Linked DNA regions of Sus scrofa: region 2 is linked to region 1. A link is a contact called in public HiChIP or PLAC-seq data. All regions are on one chromosome and are shown on one strand. Each heading gives the region's core, a stretch centred on a gene start, on an enhancer-like site or on the middle of the called end of the contact. The rest is flanking DNA. Distances are from core to core; before and after follow the strand shown.

The links. HiChIP or PLAC-seq counts read pairs in DNA pulled down with a chosen protein or histone mark.
Region 2: a contact with region 1 is called in an H3K27ac HiChIP or PLAC-seq map of skeletal muscle. The contact joins two enhancer-like sites. A contact is called at or near these places in 2 of 47 Hi-C or Micro-C datasets (embryonic fibroblasts and skeletal muscle) and 2 of 2 datasets of contacts at active chromatin or transcription factors (alveolar macrophages and skeletal muscle).

Annotation. Positions count from the first base shown.
Region 1 is chr9:126,038,648-126,042,862 of Sscrofa11.1, forward strand. The region is part of intron 5 of FAM129A (protein Niban-like); the gene reads right to left. Among named protein-coding and RNA genes, the nearest start is that of EDEM3, 58 kb to the left of the region's middle. Within about 2 kb of position 1,689, at least 18 of the 83 cell types and tissues checked have an H3K27ac peak or open chromatin away from gene starts, as enhancers often do. A contact at or near this core is called in skeletal muscle, where this site is marked.
Region 2 is chr9:126,116,002-126,120,015 of Sscrofa11.1, forward strand. The region is part of intron 1 of FAM129A (protein Niban-like); the gene reads right to left. Among named protein-coding and RNA genes, the nearest start is that of FAM129A, 55 kb to the right of the region's middle. Within about 2 kb of position 1,395, at least 2 of the 83 cell types and tissues checked have an H3K27ac peak or open chromatin away from gene starts, as enhancers often do. A contact at or near this core is called in skeletal muscle, where this site is marked.

The DNA.
Region 1 (4,215 bases), core at 439-2,938:
TAAAAGACAGAACTACATTGCAATGGTCACGTGAACTTCATCTCTTCTAAGCCATTTGTAAGGGCACTGCTGAACTCAGCCAGAATGTACAGGTGTTTGAGAGAAACAAGATCATCAGTTCTTTAACCAGCTTCCTGCCACAGATCCCATGGGAACAAATTCCAGGACCTCAATCACCCATTCTCCTGCCAACAAGAAATCAGGTTAGTTCCGTGGCCCCCAGAATCAACAATGGTTTTTGGTCTTTAAGCCTTCTCCCTGCAAGATAACTTAGAAACACATGGTAGGCATCAGCTCGAACTCTACGCTTCCAACACGCTATAGTTACAAGGATGCTCAAGGAGGCATGTGGACTGGGGAGAACTCAGGCATCGTTAAATCCAGCTCCTTTGTTTGATGGATGAGGAAACTGGAAGAAGAAATGGTTAATTGCTTAGCTGAAGGTCACACAGCTGGTCAGAATCAGAGCCAAGAGTTGAAAAAGTGGTCATAAGCAGCCTTGGCATTCATGCTTACTTAAATCATAGACTATGGGAATTAGAAGTGACCTCAAAGGTCACCCACCCAATGCTCTTGTTTAATGCTGGGAGTCTTCAGAATCCCAGACTGACACTCCTCTGGCCTTAGCTTAAATGTTTCCAGTGAAAAGATGCTCACGATCTAATGAAGTAGTCTTTTTCGTCACCAAACTGTTGCAATTATTTGAAAAATTTTCCTTCTGCTGAGCCAAAATCTATCTCCATGGACTCTCATTAGTCCTGCTTCTGCCTTTCAGAGCAAAATAGACAAGTTCACCCTTTTTCTGTATGGTAACTAAAAGATAGCTGAGTATCCTTATTTTCCTGCAATCATTCTTTGACAATACAGTTTTTGGATTTTTAAAACTTGGCCCACCTTTTTCCTTCCTTCCCTTGGTGACCGACTCAAATCTGTCAATATCTTTCTTAAATTTGGACTTAGACTGAATACCACACAAGGAGTATTGTCTAACTAGTGCAATTTACATGAAGTAGAAAGATCACTTACCTTTTTCTGGTCCCTAACCTCTTTTTTTTTTTTTTTAAATGCAGCCACATCATTCTGTTGGCTCATTCTGTTGCCTTTCCTATAGTCTAATAAAATCTCTACATCTTTTTCATATAAAACCCTTGTCAATCTAAGCCTTTCCTAACCTATACTCTGCTTTTGATTTTGACGTGCAGGCTTCAACATCACCCCTATTAAATTACAACTTACTGTGAGCAGTTTAGTGCCCTGGAGCATGCCAAAATCATTAAAAAAATTGTAGTTCTGTCCCCAGACTCTCTTTTTATGCTGATATCATTCAAAAATTTGGTGGGCTTGCCTTCGGTGTTTCTGTCCAACTCACTGACAAAAACATTCATCAGATCAAGGGTGAGGACAGAGCCCTGGGAAACTCTAGACATTTTAGGAGACGTGTGGGAGACACATCTTGGCCATTCACTCAACAATCACAACTTCAGCACCAAGACGTGTCTGTTTTCCTCAGTCTCTCCCTAGTTCTCATCTGTGCAGCTGCATGGAAAACTCATATGTGGGGGACATGATTAAGGATTTTTGCAAGGGAAAGAAAGCTTCTCCAGGCCCCTCGGGGGCAGTTATTCAGGGGGCCAGCCAGAGAGAAAGTGCTTTTGTTTTTTTCCACTTACATAGATGTACTGCATGTCTGAGTCAACTGAAACGCCAAAGCTCCAAGGCCTATGTAGTCATTCTGGATTTGGACTTCGGCTGCTGTGTTAGGATTCCCTGACTCGGGATGGGTTGGGAAGCTGCCTTGTTATTTTATTTTATCAGCAAACTGTGCCAAGCTGTGTTAGCTGATCTGCCTGGTGACTTGTGAAAGTTATATAACAGCATTACTCACTACACTGCTATGAGGTTCATCTCACTAAGGTATACTTCTAAACCATCTTCGGCTTCAGGTCATCTGTCATCTTTTCTAGCAGAGCTGCAGCAAGGCTGCTTGTCCTAGTTTCTTTTCCAGAGCAGAGAAGCAGCAATGGGAAAAGTAACCAAGATTTATTGAATACTATCATGGAACATGAACTACTAGGGATATTTACACACATTATCTTGTACAATCTTTCTGATAATCCCATTAGGTAGGAATTCATATTCCCACTTTAAGGCTGACAAAGAAACTGACTTTCAAGAAAGGCTAACTAATCTGTTTAAGCCAATTTGTGGTCAAGCAAAGCCTATTTGCTTCCAATGTCATGTTATCACACTCTATAGTTTTATTTTTTAATTTTCTATTTCGAGATAATTATAGATTCATGTTTTTATAAGAAATAATACAGAGATATCTAATATATCCTCATCCATTTTTCCCTAATGGGGATATCTTGCAAAAACTATAGTACAATATCACAAGCAGAAAATTGACATTGATGCAATCTAGCCACCTTTTCAGATTTCAACCATTTTACATGCACATGTGTGCATGTGCATGTGTGTGTGTGTGTGTGTGTGTGTGTGTGTGTGTGTGAGTGTATATTGTGGCTTGGCTTTAAAATTTTTTAAAATTTCATTTCCATGTGAGTTCCCATCATGGCTCAGTAGTAGCAAACCCAACTAGTATCCATGAGGATGTAGGTTCGATCCCTAACCTCACTCACTGGGTTAAGGATCTGGTGTTGCTGTGAGTTGTGGCTGTCGTGCAGGCCAGCAGCTGTAGCTCCGATTCAGTCCCTAGCCTGGGAACTTTCATATGCCATGTGTGTGGCCCTAAAAAAAAAAAAAAAGGACAAAAAAAAATTTCATTTCCTTCTCAAAGTTTAGAATCATATAATCGACTATACTATAGGGATCATTTAATCCAAGCCACTCATTTAATTAGTCAGCGGATTGAGGGCCAGACAAAATGTGACACGAATTATTAAATACAAGAGAAAACCTCTCATTGGAACTAAAAGTGAATGATGTTTGTTCTAATAAAATAATAATAACAGTTTTTATTGTTATCAAAAAACATATTCATGACCAACTTAAGCAAATCTTTATTGCCAAACTGTAAATAATAACTTTTATGAGTACTAACCCAAGGATTACTTAGATGTGCCTAAATTGTATTTTGTAAACTCCCAGAGTAAAATAATTCATTCGCTGACCAAGTCATATCTGTGTTAGTGAGCAAAGACCTACCAGGAAAAGAAGAGGAATAAGCCAAGAAAGAACACTCTCCTCCTGGAGATCCAGAGACCCAAGGGTGAATTGTAACGGTGTTGCTCCAGATGAAAATACAAAGATAGGAATTCCCATCAAGGCGCAGCAGCAATGAATCCAACTAAGAACCCTAAGGTTATCGGTTCAATCCCCGGCCTTGCTCAGTGGGTTAAGGATCTGGCATTGCCGTGAGCTGTGGTGTAGGTTGCAGATGCGGCTCGTATCCCGCATTGCTGTGGCTTTGGTGTAGGCTGGCAGCTACAGCTCCAATTCGACCCCTAGCCTGGGAACTTCCATATGCCACAGGTGCAGCTCTAAAAGGACAAAAAGACCAAAAAAAAAAAAAAAAAAAGATAAAAGAACTTACTCTAAGGATATAAAAGACTTCTTAAATAGACGCAGGAAAGGTGTTTCTATTGTTTTGATATAATTTAACCACAGAGAAAAACTATGTGCCTCAGACATCTAAAATCAATGCATCTAATGAATTCTTGACTTGTCAATAAATATTAAAAGGCTGTTTACATATAAGCGATATCATACATTTGTCTTTGATTTATTTGACTTAGTATGATAATCTCTAGGTCCATCCATGTTGCTGCAAATGGTATTATTTCATTCTTTTTTATGGCTAATATTCCATAGTATGTAATATTACTTGTAAATGGAATCTAATTTAAACAATGGTATGAATGAACTTATTCACGAAACAGACTCACAGGTTTCAAAATCAAACTCACAGTTACCAAAGGGGAAACATGAGGGGAGGAATAAATTAGGAGTTTGGAATTAACATACACACACTACTATAAATAAAATAGATAACCAACTATGACCTACTGTATAGCACAGAGAACCCCATCACTTCAAAGCATGTAAAATTTTTTTTTCAAGGTTAAAATGAAGTTTATTATTTTTTTGATTTTTTTTTGTTTGTTTTCTAAATAAAACTGTTTGTGAAACAGCTATTTTATCCCCATGGCAGAGTGACCCCTGTATGGGAAAACAATATGAAAAAGAATGGGTATA
Region 2 (4,014 bases), core at 145-2,644, 77 kb after region 1:
GACATGTCATTGCCATGAGCTGTGGTGTAGGCCAGCAGCTGCAGCTCCAGTTCGACCCCTAGTCTGGGAACTTCCATATGCCACAGGTGTGGCCCTAAAAAAAAGAAAAGATTAACTGCTTGAAGTCCAAGCCTCACTCACTCTAAACTAGCATTATATGCACCAAGGGAATTAAATATGAGGTAGAACTGTAAATAATTGAGACCACCTTCCACGATACACCTGCAAAAGCAACTTGTGTTCATGGTGGCAGCAGACGTGCCAATGTCAGCCACATTCCAATTTCCATATGTTGATGAAAAAACCAAAGAGTACAGACTCACAGAGCTGGATGGGCGCATAACAGTCACTTCCAATCCTCTCCTATTTCGGATCAAGAAACTGGCCCATGCACAAAAATAGTTGGTAATAATACAGTTATGAAAATGTTAATAAATTAATGTCAATGTTTTTGAGTTTTCCTCTACATTAATAATACCCTGGGAGTTCCCTTGTGGTGCAGCAGGTTAAGGATCTGGTATTGTCACTGCAGTGGCTTAGGTCACTGCTGTGGCATGGGTTCACTCCCTGCCCTAGGAACGTCCATGTGCTGTGAGTGTGGCCAAAAAAATACTACACTGATTTCTATGGAGGAATTCAAGCACTTTCTTTTGTTAATGGAGGAATGTAAGTACATTTTCGTAATGGAAACCACTTTGTCAAGAAGCCTTGTGAAATGATCTTAAATTCAGGTCAAAAGACATTGCTGGAGTTCCTGTCATGGCTCAGCAGAAACGTATCTGACTGGCATCCATGAGGATGCAGGTTTGATCCCTGACCTTGCTCAGTGGATTAAGGATCCGGTGTTGCTGTGAGCTGTGGTGTAGGTCACAGATGCAGCTTGGATCCCACTTTGCTGTGGCTGTGGCATAGGCCAGCAGCTACAGCTCCAATTCAACCCCTCTCCTGAGAACCTCCATATGCCATGGGTACGGCCCTAAAAAGACAAAAAAAAAAAAAATGTTGTTATGTTAATTTAATGTGTTAATTTTAGTGTCCTTTGGTGTTTATATGCTTAAACATTATTCAGGATGTGTCTTTGAAGGTTTCTGGACAAGGTTAGTATTTGAATAGTATTTGAATAGGTCAAGCATGGACTATCATATTACCCTATGTTGGTGGGCCTTGTCCAGTCAGTTGAAGGCCTAAGTTGAACCAAAAGGCTGAGTAAGAGGGAATTTCCTCCTGCCTGTCTTGAGCTGGGAAACTGGTCTTTCCTGGCCTCTGGACTTTGAAACATCAGCTTTTCCTGGATCTCTAGCCTGCTGACTTTCAATTTGGAGCTGTACCATCAGCTCTTCTGGATCTCTCATTTGCTGACCTCAGATCTTGGGACTTGTTGGCCTCGATTGTGTGAGCCAATTCTTTTTTTTAAAACATCTCTCCTGACTCTCTCTCTCTCAGCCTGACTAATACAGATATAATCAACTGAAGTACATTATTGAGTTCCAACATAATTATAAATTTATTTCATTTATTATATATTAAACTGTTGGTCAACAAGTTAAAAGCAATGCAAATGTCTAGGGCCTCAATGTAATGAGTTCTAAATTTATCAGTAGAATCAGCATGCCAATGTGTTTCAGAATACTCTCTGAAACATATGGAAAGGTATTTAAATCATTCCATGAAGTGAGTTATGAAGGACACCCAAAGCATCTGGCTCAGGTTCATCCAATTGGCAGAGGTTGCCAGCAAGAAGGCAGAGATGCAGGAGCACTCTGGGCACAGGGGAAATGAGTTGACCTTATCTGAGTAGCCCTTAATCTCATTCAGGTGTTCCAATTAAGTGGCATCACTGTCTCAATTAAAGCAGCAGTCTTTGCTGGCTAATACCATAAAGCTCCCTGGGAAATGCACTAATTAGGTAGATTTTCTTATCTACTGACTAAGAATCTGTTTTGCACCAAATCAAGGTTCAAAGGTACTGCTATGGACCAACCCATCATTTGCAGGATATTTGAAATATCTTTTCCAAAGTTCCTCTGGTCTCTTCTCTGTATCCTACTTTAAATGAACCATGAAGCATGTTGAATCACAGAACACCAATAACAAGGGTTTTGTATATGTGTGTATTTTAATCATGAACCATTTCAACATAGTGAATAGTAAAGTGAACAATATACATTCCCACAATCCATTTAAATAAAATTCTAACATTATCCCATGTTTATCCCCAAAAATTTTAAACAAAATTTGTTGTATAGCCCCCTTTTACCCTGCCCTCAGCATTAGTAGGCACAAACTACGCTCAACGTGATGTCTATTCCTTTAAGTCATCTTAGACTCTTGCTACATGCATATGTATCCATATAAAACTAATAGCACTGTTGTGCATATTTTCAAACTTGGTTCTACCTGTCATTCAGTAGCTTGATTTTTTCACTCATATTATGGCAGAGAGAGAGGTATTCTATATTATATACATATCTATGATATTTAATTCTAGCTTATTCATTTTAACTGCTAGCCATACTTCTAACATATATGACACTTTATTTATGTCCTTGTTGATGGACCTCTCATTTTGCTCTTATAATCAATGCTGATGGCAGTGTTTATGGTGCAAATACATAAGAGCGTCACTAGAATGAGTGTCTAGAATTCTGGGGCAAAATGTAAGCACCTTTACCTGCACTTGGTATTGCAAAATTTTCCTCCAAAGTGTCTGTACAACACACATGCCACTAGCTGAGTATGAACGTTTCCTCCTCCCACATCCTTAGACACTCGAGGAATTGCCCCACTTACACATCTATGTTTACGTTGATGTGTGAAAAATGGTGCCAATTTACATTTACCAGATTACTATTGAGTGAGCATCTTCTCATACATGTATTGGCCATTCAGGTTTCATTTTGTTTTGTTTTTTGTCTCTTTTTTTTTTTTTTTCTGTCCCGCGGCATATGGAGGTTCCCAGGCTAGGGGTCTAATCAGAGTTGTAGCCACCGGCCTACACCAGAGCCACAGCAACACGGGATCCAAACCACGTCTGCAACCTATACCACAGCTCGTGGCAACGCCGGATCCTTAACCCACTGAGAAAGGCCAGGGATCAAACCCGCAACCTCATGGTTCCTAGTTGGATTCATTATCCACTGACTCACGACAGGAACTCTCAGATTTCCTATTCTGTGAATTCATACCCACTCCTCATACGTCTTTTTACTGATGTTTATTAATTTTCACTGTGAATCCTTCTCAGATATAAACATTGCAGTGTTTTTCCCCAACCTCCAGCTTGCCTTTTCCCATTGATTATAGTGTTGAACAAAAGTTTTTAAGTTTATTGGAGTCAAATTTAACTATCCTATTCTCTCTGGTTTGTAATGTGAATGTCTGGTTTAGGACATTTTTCCTTATTATTTTCTTTGTAAGGATGTTTTCCTAATTGTCTTCTAAATGTGCTTTAGCCTTAAACTTTTACAACCTGGAATTAACTTTTGTGTAAAATATGATTTAGGAATCCATACTTTTTTACACAAATAACTCTTTATTCCAGCACTATTTATTGAATAGTCCATATTTCTCCCAGTATGTATAGCCACCTCGATAATGTATCAAGTTTCCATATTTGAATGGCTTGTTTTTGCACTCCCTACTGAGAGCCATTTGTCCATTGTCTGTCCCTGTGCCATTAGTACCATGCTGTCTTAATTAGTGTAGTGTTGTAAATAAGTCACAATATCAGGAGAGTAAAGTCTTCCACTTGGTTCCTCTTCAAAGTTTCTTAGATATTCTCCAGCCAACATTCTTTCACATGAATCTATGGTGCATTATGTCAAATCACATGGTAAAACAATGTTGGAATTTTTTAGACTAGCAATGAATTTGTGATTATTATGAGGCTAGCTGGTAATTTTACAATATAAGGAGATCTTTCCATCTAAGACTACTGCTACCCCACATGGCACTTACATGCAAACTAGGAAAAGGTACCCATTCCTCAGGACAGATACAGGCAGCCCTGCATGA